Linked DNA regions of Urocitellus parryii: region 2 is linked to region 1. The links are chromatin contacts, called in public Hi-C maps. All regions are on one chromosome and are shown on one strand. Each heading gives the region's core, a stretch centred on a gene start, on an enhancer-like site or on the middle of the called end of the contact. The rest is flanking DNA. Distances are from core to core; before and after follow the strand shown.

The links. Hi-C and Micro-C count contacts between places; a contact is called where the count stands out from the background.
Region 2: a Hi-C map of muscle shows a contact between it and region 1, with 5 times the contacts expected there. The contact joins the promoter of Yipf5 here to the promoter of Nr3c1 in region 1. A contact is called at or near these places in 2 of 2 Hi-C or Micro-C datasets (liver and muscle).

What each region holds. Positions count from the first base shown.
Region 1 is chr1:97,645,173-97,651,377 of mUroPar1.hap1, reverse strand. It overlaps Nr3c1 (nuclear receptor subfamily 3 group C member 1), which reads left to right and starts at 3,734. Exons shown (of 9, transcript XM_026384454.2): 1 at 3,734-3,840.
Region 2 is chr1:98,351,758-98,357,962 of mUroPar1.hap1, reverse strand. It overlaps Yipf5 (Yip1 domain family member 5), which reads left to right and starts at 3,117. Exons shown (of 6, transcript XM_026384443.2): 1 at 3,117-3,223; 2 at 3,735-3,854. The coding sequence starts at 3,745.

The DNA.
Region 1 (6,205 bases), core at 2,485-4,984:
GTCAATTTGATGATATTATTTGCTGAGAGCCTATTATGTATGGGGGCTCTGATCCAGAAGGAGGACATAAAGCAATGAAGAAGCATCTCAGATCAGAACCTGGCCTTCATGAAGTTTGAATACAGCAGCTTCGTTCTTATCTTTGCCTCTGAGACAATTAAATACATGTCCCCTCAGTTGGGGATTCATCCTTTTTACCTGGTAGTAATGATATGTTCCAGGATTACAGATTTATAAATAAGGATACAAGATATTGTACATAAAAAACACTTGATAAATGCCTGGCAGACAGTAAATGCTCAACAGAAGCTAAGTATTGTTAGAATTGTGTTATTACAATACTAAATTTCATCTCCTTTCAGGTACATTGAACTTCATCACAAATTAAATTCCACAAACACATTTTAAATCTATCATGGGATTGATATACTGCCTCACAAAAACTATTGCGATAGTGAGGAAAACCTCTTTAATATTTTCTAATTCAACTCTCAACACTCAGTGACACTGAGCAAGCATCAACTTCTTTAAATAAGCCACAGCCTCAGCTTCCTCATATGAAATATCAAATAGGGCTGGGGGTATAGATCAGTGGTGAAGTGCTGATCTTGCATGCAGGAGGTCCTGGATTTGATTCCCAGAACCACCAAAAATAATAATAATACCCATTTCATTCAACTCCTGCCAGCAAAAGTGGGCAGCAGTGTGGGTGTGGGTATGGGGGGTTATCAATAAATATTAGGTGTAGATATAACTATTATGACTCTGAAAAAAATATAGGCTAAAATTTATGCATGCTTTCACTGGAACTGGTGTACACTTGTCATCCAAGTGATTAGGGAGGCTGAGGCAGGAGTATCACAAATTTGAGGGAGGCCATCCTCAGCAACTTATTGAGACCCTATTTTGAAATACAAAGAACTATGGATATGGCTTAGTGGTTAAGTGCCTCTGGGTTGAATTCCTGGTATCAAAAAAAAATTTTAATTATAAAGTTTATGCATACTTTCAAATGATGTGAAAGACTAAAAATGAGATTTTTACTGTCAAATTCAAAATTAGGCATATTTAGACCACTGAAGAGAAAAAGTAGAAAAAATCATATTTCTGCTCAAGTAAAAGTGTTTGCAATGGCAATTTTTTTATTTAAAACTATATTTTTCCACATTAATATCTGCTAGATTTGCAGAAAAAGTGAAATGAGAAAATGTTAACTGGGAAGTTTTGTAAAATTATGAATTATTTAAAAGCAGAAAGTACTTAGCATACAATTTAAATGTATGAGAAATAGAGTGAATTCTTTCATAGAGCAGAGATTCAGCTATGAAATAGGTTTATGATATAGGGGGAAGTGTTCTATTTGAAAACCTTGGTTCCCTGGATAAACATACACATATATGCACATATCTATGTACTTAAGTGTATGCATACAAGCATAATTCCTAATTATTTTAAGGAAACGTACAGGTTAATCATATTAGCACAAGTTAACTTACTTTAGTAATGTTACAGGACTGGAACCTTCTGGGAAACCAAAGCACTGCAAAGACTACCCTTCAAACCACAATTCTTGTGATCAAGTTGAAAAGATTTCAGGTATCACTCAATCACTCAGATTAACAAGCAATGGGTTTATTAGAAGGGATGGTAAAGGGGAAAAGGGAACTCTCTCAAGAGAGAAAGTGGATCCTCTCCTAAAGAACAGGGATCAGCATGCTTCTCTAGCACTCCAGTTTTATTGGGGATCCCAGAGGGTTCCAAAGAGTCTTGCTCTGGTTCACTTCTCTCGACTTCTCTTGACTTTTGATTGACAGCAGGATAACAGATATCCAAGTCCCCACTGCCATGACAACTTTAGGGCACTTTGGCCCATGCTGATGTGTTCTAATTGGATTCTTAATGACAAATTCTTAAGGTTAGGATGAATTAGCCTTATCTTCCTGAGTTCTGATATCTGCTGAGAAAGGGTCATAAAAGTCTTCCCCTTCAGGGAAACTTGTTACCACATTATTTCCGGCCTGTGTTTCTCTTGTAGATAACAGGTGGTTTGCTGTGGAATGTGACATATCCTGTCCACTTAAGCCAGACAGGGTTTCAGGTAAATTGCTTCTTTGAAAAACAATCATGTGGGGGTCAGCACAGTGGGCCCAGCTTATAGAATTATTTCCTTAACCTTGTGTACCCACCACTCACATCTGTCTATCCCCTATTAGAAACATGTATAAATTATTGTAGGATTAGGTTGAGTTTTTCCTCATGAAAAAAACTATTGGTAGTTTGGGGACCAGAGCCATGAAAGAGAATTGATTCTTGTCCTCACGACTCAGGAGATGGAAAAACTGGCAAGTAGGCAAAGTAGAGTTATCTAAATAAATACTTATTTGTCCACTATGCGCATCCAAGGCAAGGGCCTCTTTCCAGTTGACATGCACTTTATGAGGATAGCAATCTCTCTCCAAGATATTAAAGTGGTGTCGGTCAACACTGAGTTGGATTATCACTCTTCATAAAAATTCTTCTGGATGAGGGTTTTGCGTGAGCACAGGTTTTGGTTCCCTTTTCTTTCCTGAGGCAGGCGCCTTTTCCTTTGCAAAGATGGCGGCCCCTGGATGTGTGCCCCATTGATCGCCTCAGGACAAGGGGCCTGCTTAAATCCGAGGTATTTCTTACATAGCACACAACACACAGGACAGCATTTACCCTTTAGAAGCAAGGAAAGGCGACTTAGGATAGCCCCGAGGTAGAACCTTTGCCAAGATTGTGGCCGCGGAATGTGCTGGCGTCACCGCTCTTTACCAAGATGGCGGCGGGCGGCTTCCGGCATGCGCTTCCTTAATCGTCTCCAAGATGTCAGAGCAGAAGCGGACGCCGTCAGAGTCGGAACTCGGCCAGAAAGAGTGGCTCTGGCCGCGGCCCGGGAAGGGGATAGGTGGAGCTAAGGCAGTCCCCGCTCTTGTCAGGAGCGCTGTCACCTGTGGGGGCGCAAAAGTTACCTCCCTATACCCTCAAGCAACACCGCACAACCTTACCCGAGTCAAAAAAAAAAAAAAAAATCATAATGTGTGCCACATAAGGTAGGAGGGTGGGTCCCGGTATCGCCCAAGCCTTCCAGACACTGCGAGTTGGGCAGGGGGCTGGGGCGGGGGCTTTAGGATCTAACACCTTCGCCCTACGCCCCTCTCTCCTCCGGGATGGGCCACGTGTTTCCCTCGGTCTGAGGGGGAGGGTGTAACGGGAACAGCTGGAGGGAGTTTAATGCTGACATTTTAAATCAGCGTGTGTTTTGTTTTGTTTGGAGAGGCAGGGGTCCCACGAATGCGAAAGAGTGAGCGACGCGTTGAGGGCAGCAAATGTCAAGATTCGGGGGGGAGGGGCCTCCGCCGGGAACTTGGACCTGAGCCCTGGAGGGGGTGGAAGGAGAGGTCAGGAGTTTGGGCTGGGTAGAGGACGTACTTCTCCAGCAACTTACTATTTCTTTTGCAACTTGCTTTTAAACCTGCCACCCCCTGCTTTCCTTAATCATAATTTTAAAAGTGCAAAGAAATTCAGCTCGCCGGAGGTTTTGCATTTGGCGTGCAACTTCCTTCGAGTGTGAGCGCACTGGAGGGAGGGAGGGGTGGGGGTTGAACTTGGCAGGCGGCGCCTTCTTCTGCCGCCGCCGCCGCCGCCGCCTTCTTACAGACTCGGGGAAGAGGGTGGGGGACGGACAGGGCGCGGGGGAGGGTGGGTTCTGCTTTGCAACTTCTCTCCGGGTGCGGGAGCCCGGCGGCTGCGGACCGGGCCGCCCAGACGATGCGGGGGTGGGGGACCTGCCGGCACGCGACTCCCGCCGGGTCCACAGTACGTAAGCGCTGACCCCCCTCCTCTGCTCTTCTCTACCTTAAGCCTCCCCAGAGGGCGTGTCGGGGGATCCGGCCCCGAGCGCGGCCGAATCGCCACTGCACGGTTTCCGTGCAACCCTGTACCCCCTTTGGAAGTGACATACTTCGCGCAACTCGGCCGAGGGGCGGCGGTGCGCACCAACCCCGCGCCCCGGCGCCCCTAGCCCGCCCGCTGTCACCCGCAGGGGCGCTGGTGGCGCTTGCAGCAGAGGAACAGGGCGAGCTCCCCAGTGGGTCCCGAGCCACGGAGTTGGGCGGGAGGGTGGCAGCGAGAAGAGTAACTAGAGAAACTCGGCTTCTCTAATAAGCTTGCCCCCAGAGAGACCAGGTTGGCCCCCGCCGCCTCACTTTCTTTTGCCTTGGGTGGGGGAGGAGAAGCCGCGCTCTGGGGCGGCAGACCTTCGCGGGGCCAAAGCCGGGGGCCGCCAGAGTGCAGGCGCCGTCGGGCCGCGGTGGCGGGGGCCGCGCGGAGGGCGTGGGGGCCAGGACTGCGGGCGCCCCTGCAGTTGCCGAGCGTCGCCAACAGGTTGCACCGTTCCCCGCGGCCGCCGCGCGGCCCCTCGGGCGGGGAGCGGCCGGGGGTGGAGTGGGAGTGCGTGTGTGTGCGAGTGTGTGCGCGCTGTGGCGCCGCCTCCGCCCGCCCCCCGCTCGGTCCCGCTCGCTTGCAGCGGCCGGGCGCCCTTTCGCGTGTCCGCGCTCCCTCCCTCTCCTCCATTTTGCGAGCTTTGAATCTGTGACTGGAGCCCGAGTCACCGCCCGCCCGTCGGGGACGCATTCTAGTGGGTGGAAGGAGACTCCGCAGCTGGAGCGACGGGGTGCCGGACAGAGGACGCGCGCGCCGGAGCCGGGAGCGAGCTGGGGGCAGGCTTGTCAGCCGGGAAATGGGAGACTTTCTGAAATAGGGGCTCTCCCCTCCCCCTATGGAGAAGGGGGCGGCTGTTTACTTCCTTTTTTAAGAAAAAAAATTCCCTTCTGCTCCTCCCGCTTTCACACGCTAAGTTGTTTATCTCGGCTGCGGTGGGAGCCGAGGACAGTGGCGGGTGAGCGGCGCCTCTGCCAGAGGTAAGAGGCGGGCGGGGTGGGGGCTGGGGCGGGTGCGGGCGCTTGCTCCCCCGAGGTGTCGCCCAGGGCCGGAGGCCGACCCGAGGGCCACCGGGGCAGCCTGCAAACTTTTATTAGCCTCGGGGAGTGGGGGTGGGGGCTGGCGAGGCCCGGTGTCGGTGACGGAAGGGCACCGCGCGGGTGACAGCGCTGGCCTCTTCCTCTCCCTCCACCGCCTGTCCCTGGCCCGGCCGAGAGGGAAGAACCTGAGCTCCGACTGCGAGCGGAACCTCGTCCAGCAGCCCGGGTTTTAAATCCTATCCTCCCACGCAGGTCCCCCTTTCTTTTCCCTCCAAGGGGTCCGCCCGGACTCCCAGTTCCACGGGGAAGCCGCGTCTGGATTGTACTAGCCCAAATATTTCCTCTCCACCCTGGTGCTCCCGAGCACGCCCGGGGTATCTGTCGAGGCTCCAGCGCGCCTCGTTTCTGGCGGGCTTGCGGGGTGTGTGAGAGCGTACACACAGGGGGCTGACATCCTGCAACTTGGAGACTTCGGCCAGGGCCGGCGTTATCTGGCAGAAGTGGGCGTGTCGGAGAGGGAACTCAACAGGTCTGGACACACGTCTCTTAACCTCGCACCACCCCATCCCCCAAAGAACTTGTTTTTTTAGCTTTTGGCATCATTTCGAGCCCACTTTTCCAGGTGGCCCCTAACTGTAAGCGTTTTCGTGAAGATTTCTGACAAGTGCTAGTTTGACGTTTAGGGTTGCGGACTGGAAAACTGTATCCCTGTAAGACCACTTAAGACCCCTTGGTATATGGTTCATTAGGGACGATTAATGTGACAGGGTCATTTGCAGTTTAAACTGGGGGGTAATGTCGCTTGAGGGAAGCATTTCGTTTTATGAAGTATTGTTATGGTTTTGGGTTTGAAGGCAGCTGTCAAAAAAAGCAGCATGGAAATTCATTAGGCTCCATTTGATACCTTGTGTTTAGTGATCATTATCAGATAAAACAGCGAAGGGGAGGCAAACTGCGCAATTTACCTTGAAGATTTTTGTGATGGCAGGTCCCCACCCCTCTCTTCGTCACGCTCCCCTTTTCAGTGAGGGCCAGTGACGTTTAGGCTTCTTAGCGCCTTCATAAAGGAAAAGTTTCCTTTGATTGGACAGGATTTTACAATAATGTCCAAAATGTGCTTATCAAAGTCTTTGCCCCCTTTTAGAACATTTGAATTATATTTACTTGTAATAACAATCTAACCCGTGGAGAATAAGCTCAGA
Region 2 (6,205 bases), core at 1,868-4,367, 710 kb before region 1:
AGTGGCTTTGCCATCACTAGGGACCAGTACAGGTTGTCTGATGCTAGTTCTTTTACATTACCTCTCTTTCTGTCTAAGTAGCTGGAGACCCCTAGGACTTCCAATGCTGTCACTGAAATTCTTATCACAAACCACAATATATGTTTATCTAAGATTAGAAATGTTTTCGTTATTAAGAGAGTATTTATGATCTATACAATGAAAATATTTACAGAATTGTTTTAAAAATTATCTTTAAAGGCTTTTGTTAAACAACAGCACTTGCAATATCAAAGTTCCAAAAATAATTATTAAATCAGCATTAAATTTCTTTTGACATCTGAAAAATAGTTCTATCCAAAAGTATTCTGTATCATTACAGGAAAATCTATCTTGCCCAAACAACAATTTACTGTAAAATAATTAAAATAACAGAAGCAGAATTTGAATAACAGCTCTAATACAGGGGATTGAATGAGGGAACTCTTTTTAAGAGATAAACAATGATTTGGGGAAAACAGTAGTCATATTTGGGATATGTGGAAATAGTGAAAAAAGATATTGGGCAATTATACTGGCTTTTACTGTTATCAAGTTTCATTATGGAACTTGATATGATACAGGTACAAATGCCAAATCTCCATCTCAAGTGGTGTTCGGGGATATCATTGAATAATAGGAGCAAACTTCCCATGTTCAAACTATCTTTTCTAGCACATGACATAATTACTATAAAACAAAGGTAAAGAAGGTAGTTCTAAAATACTGACAATTTTGCTGCTATTCTAAGAAAACAAAGTTATTTTATGTGTGCTTGTGAAGTACTTATATTAGTATTACACTAGTATGACTGTCAACCAAATTAAAATGTTATTCATGATTAGAATGTCTTTTCCATTTTTGTTACAAGTTTGGTGATTGGTACCTTGTATCCCATAGCAGGAGAAAGCAGCTGTCCCAGAGCCCATTTCATGTTCCATCTTGTGACCTGGCTAAGGCTTTCTACTGGTAAATAAGTCAGCTTGATGACTTTAACAGAGGACAGCACATTTACCAGTTTCCTATAACTCTCTGGAGCCTATCCCAGAAAGGGAAAGCAACTTCAAAATTTTTTTTCCAAAAAGAAAGACCCATATGTCTAGCCATGAAATTAATCGATCCTCTCAAAATCTCCAAGGAACTTCTGCAAGATACCTTGGCTTATGTTTCAAAGTCAAATAATATGGAAAATTTAATCACGTAACTCAGTTTTCTTACTTGGTTTCTCAGTTGGGGCAGAAGTTGGAGGAGAAGACATTTAAACAAATATGGTAATTGCTTTCATATACAAAAGCAGAATTTGAATAAAATTTATGCTCAACAATTCATTCCTAAGCAGACATTTATTGTTCATATTCTTCTATTTCATTAAAATTTGAGAGTGGTACACCTCTTTTGAACTGGAAGAAATAGAAATATCAGATGAGATTAGAATTTTTTCAACCATAAGATCACTAAGTGATGGATTATTGCATATTGTTAATAAACAGAAACTTAGCTTCATGGATAAAGTAGCTTAAAGAGCATAACCATATAATTTGTGAACCAAGAATAGATATTCTTGAGAATGAAAAGGGGACACTATTAATAATGTTGGGGGGGGGAAACAGGCATAAAATGAGACAATGAGACAAATCATAATATATGTTCTTTCTATCTAAAGTTATGCAGAAGATACCTACATCAATAAATGCTAAAGTGATTGGCAAACAGTGGTAAATTAAACAGTTTGATGAGCAATTTCAGAAATTCACGCTGATGGAGCTGGAACTTGTAAAGGTGGCTAGCTGTTTATTGTACTCTATGGTATACTTGGTTTTTTTGGTTTGGACGCTATGTTCTTTTGCTGTTACTACTTTAGTTTGAAGCATAATGTTTGTTTTGCACTTGTTTTATTTTGAAGTGTTTATGTGTGCCCAGAGAAAAGTTTCAACCAGTGAAATTTTATTATTCCTTTGGAAATTGGTCCCAGAGCAATGGTCTGGCTTCTTTTCTGAGGACCACAGTATTTTGATCCCAGTATATAATGAAAAGGCTCACTATATAAATTTAAGTACTGAACCCTCAAAGACGGTTCTGCTTATTGGTTAATAGCATGGTATTAAAGTGACAGTATTCAAGATTCCACCACCTTGGGAAAACTGACTGGAAATTGTGATTCTAGGAAATGTCTGAAGCCATTTTAGTCACAACTCAGGGGAAGGGGTACTACTGGAAATCTAGTGGATAGAGGTCAGAATGCTCCCAAACATCTTACAATGCACAGGGCACTACCCGCCCCTAGAAAGAACCGTCTAAACCAAAATGACAGTAGTGCAAAGGCTCAGAAAGCCTGATTTACACCTTTCCTCACACCATGCTTTTCCTCATTCCGGGCTTTGCACATGCTATTCTCTCTGCCTGCAACACTCAAGCTCTCCTTCCATCCTCCGCCATTATCCTTCCCTCTTTTTCCCTCTCAAGTTAACCTTTTGATCATCACCCTTTCTAAGCGGCTGTTAAGGCTCTTTTTTTCCCCCCCAAATGAATATTACACCTTTCGAAAAATTATAAGACATTAAAAATATCAATAACAACTTATTTGTATGTGCTTAATTAGCCCTCTCGCCCAGAGGGACGGTTACCATAAATCTAATAGTCACTATTGTATTCCCAGTAGGTAGCACAAAATGAACACTCACAAAAGTAAAGTAAGAGGGTAACCATCTCATTAGGTTGCAAAAATTAAATACTTTAAACTGTTAGTACCGCGCCTGAATCACTGTACTTCCAGAGAGACCGCGGCTCTGTAGCTAGTGCACAGGAAAGGGAATCCCTAGGTTTCATCTCGCGGCTTCCCGTCCGTTCTCCTAGCTCCGGGACAAGGGAGGAATACTGCCTCCTCCCACCAAGTAATCAGCAATTGCTGCGCCTGCGCCTTCTTCCTCCGCCGTTCACCAGGTGCCAGAAGTACTTTCCCTCTTCCCAGTGGCCCGTCAAGACGTTGCGCTTGCTCTAGATCTAGCACCGCCCCCTCCGCCGCGACCCGGACTCCAACCGAATATAAACCTGCCAACACGCCTGCGCGAGCGGGCGTGCCCCGGAAGCAGTTTTTTGGCCCTGTGACACGTAGCAACGGGGCTACTACAGGGTCTGGAACTGAGTTGGGGGTTATTTGGGGCCGCTGGAGGTACAACTGCTTCCGCCGCTGCCGACCCCGCATTTGGTGAGTGTCCCTGGTCTGTGGCACACTCTTTGGCTTCTCCCGATAGTAGTGCGGCTCGGCTTGTTGCCCTCTTTCGGCGCTTTTCTCTAGACCCTTACTCTCTTTTCAACTCCTTCTGCCGTGGTCTCAGCACCTTAGGCGCGACCTTCTAGGATTCTGCACTTTGCTGACGGGCCTTGAGCCTTGGTTTCAAGGTGACTGCCGTATTGTCAGCTGTACGCCTCTGAGGAATCATCTTTTTTAACTGATCTTGTAGATCCTTGTGGAGTCACCCCTCCCACGACCTCGCCCCTACCAAAAGCTTATCAGCTCCTTAAGATAGAAGTGTCTTCCACGGCCTCGACTTAGAAACTAGATATTTTCATACTCCTTTTCCCCGACCACCTTCCAAATGCTGCTTTCCACAATTACTGGGGAATAAATGTTTACTGTCTTCTGACTGTTTGCTTAAGCAAAGTGCCATGAATGATTTCAATAGAGCCTTGGGCATGCTTTTTCTCTTCTATTTCAGATCATTTGCAATGTCAGGCTTTGAGAACTTAAACACGGAATTCTACCAGACAAGTTACAGCATCGATGACCAATCTCAGCCGTCCTATGATTATGGAGGAAGTGGAGGACCCTATAGCAAGTAACCTTTCAACTTTGGCGATTTATTTAGTTTACATTGCATTGAAAGCATGTATTCAGAATATGTAGTTCTGTCCAAAACTGAATGTGTGAACGTGTCCCTTTTCAGGAATGTGATTATTAATAAATTTCTTTTCTGGAGAGATCTGTGACACTAATTTGAGTTTGAAGAGATTATCCTATTTAGAATTTGGTATCTTCTGCAAAATCTTCAGGTATGCCAGGGTAGAGAAGTAGCTTATTGAGATGGTTACAGTATTTCTGTATCCTTTAAAATGAGGATGCAAACTTCAAGTACCTAGAAGATAGGCTACTACATAGTCCCATTGGACTGTCAAAACCTTTTGATGGCTTGTGTGGTAAAACAGTCCAACTTTCTGATTTTTATCAGGTAATTGATTTTGGCTCATAACCCCAGCAGCTGAGGAGGCTGAGACAGGAGGATCACGAGTTCAAAACCAGCCTCAGCGACTTAGTGAGACCCTGTCTCAAAATTTTTTTTTTAAAGTGAGGTTGGGGAGGTGGGGGATGAGGCTCAGTGGTTGAGTCAGCCTCTGGGTTCAATTCTCATTACCAAAAAAAAAAAAAAAAAAAAAAAAAGAAGCTATCAACTCTAATTGAAAGTGCTTGGTGGCACTGTTTAAGACTGTTTTAACAATGGAAGCTCCCTGTTATGAGTCATCAGGTGATTTTCATATAGCAATTGATAATCATTTTTATTATTGCTCACACTGAAGCAGACATTATCAGTTGCAGATTCAATAGGAAAATTGAAGTCCTTTCAGTCTGAACTGTTAAAAATAGAATGAAATCTTATTATAGTATCTGGAGTTTGTGGCAAAAATATGTTAACTGAAGGTTTTTTTCCCAATTTCTTCTAGAACTATCCTATCTTTAGTCTTTTAGAACCTTAGAGATAAATCTCATTATTCTTCTGGCAAATGAAGGAGTTTTCTACATTAGGGTTCCTAAACATTTTTAGGTGGTCCTGGATCACTTTGATAATCTTATGAAAACTGTGGACCTGTTTTTCAGGAGTACATGCATAAACTCCCCAAATAAATGTGTATATAACTGTAGACAATCCATGTTTCATCTGTTGTTCATCTATGGATCCTGGATTTAAAACTCCATGAAGACTTTTCCATGATGAGGGAAAAGATTGTGTATCTAGTCAGTCTGTGAGAAGTGTGTAGTACTAGAATACATTGCATTAATGTATCTGAGTGAAAGTGCCAATAATTTTTAAAAAAGAAAAATTCAGCCCCACTATGCACCTTTTTATAACCTATAGACTATTTAAGTCTGATAAATTTAAGATGTAAATATATAACCTGTTGAACAGTAGGGGTGAACATGTAAAAATACCCTGAATCTATGAATTATCTTTTTCCTTTTGTGTAGTGCTCAGTTACATACCTATGAGTAGTTATCTCTCTTGATCTAACAATTGAGTAGAATGGGAAAATCATGTTTAGAGGTTTCCAATCATTAATTTACCTAAATATGTATTTTTGATGATTGCTTTGTGTATCAGAGGGCCAAAGATTGACCAGGGACTTAGGCTCTCCAACGCTTGACTGCTACTAGCTATCTCAATATGCCAGCCTGTTTTTAACCAAAAGATCTTAATGTTTAGACTTGTAGAAGTATTCCATTTAGATGCAACCTCCTAGGTCTGTCTACCTCAGCATTTCTTTTTTTAACCATCTTTAGACTTATAGAAGTAGTCCATTTAGATTGCAGCCTCCTAAGTTTATCTACCTCAGCATTTATTTTATAATCTATCCATATTTGTATCACTTAATAATGTGTGCTGGGCACAGTGGCACATGCCTGTAATCCCAGCTGCTTAGGAGGCTGAGGCAGGAAGATCATGAGTTCAAAGCCAGCCTCAGCAAAAGTGAGGCACTAAGCAACTCAGTGAGATCTTGTCTCTAAAATAGGGCTGTGGATGTGGCTCAGTAACCACATGCCCCTGAGTTCAATCCCCGGTAAGCCTCCCCCAAAATAAAAAACAATAAATAAAAAGGTGGCTTATCTAATTGCAGTTCTCCATTTGGAAGTTGTATAGATATTCTGTTGCTAACTATTTTCATAATTCCATTCCAACCAAATCATGGGTTACTACGCTTTGCTTCAGTATTTGTGAAGGTTTTTTTTTTTCCTCCTTAGGTAATTATATAGCCATTGCTGCCAGTTAACAATTAAGGGTTTATAGATAATACTTAGGAAAACAAAAGGTGTTATATATTAGCAGTAATAAATATGTGTTTCTTAGCTTTATAAGTTCTTTAGCTTTATAAGTTGTGCTTTTCCACTTCTGTATGTATCTGAAAATAGATCTGCATC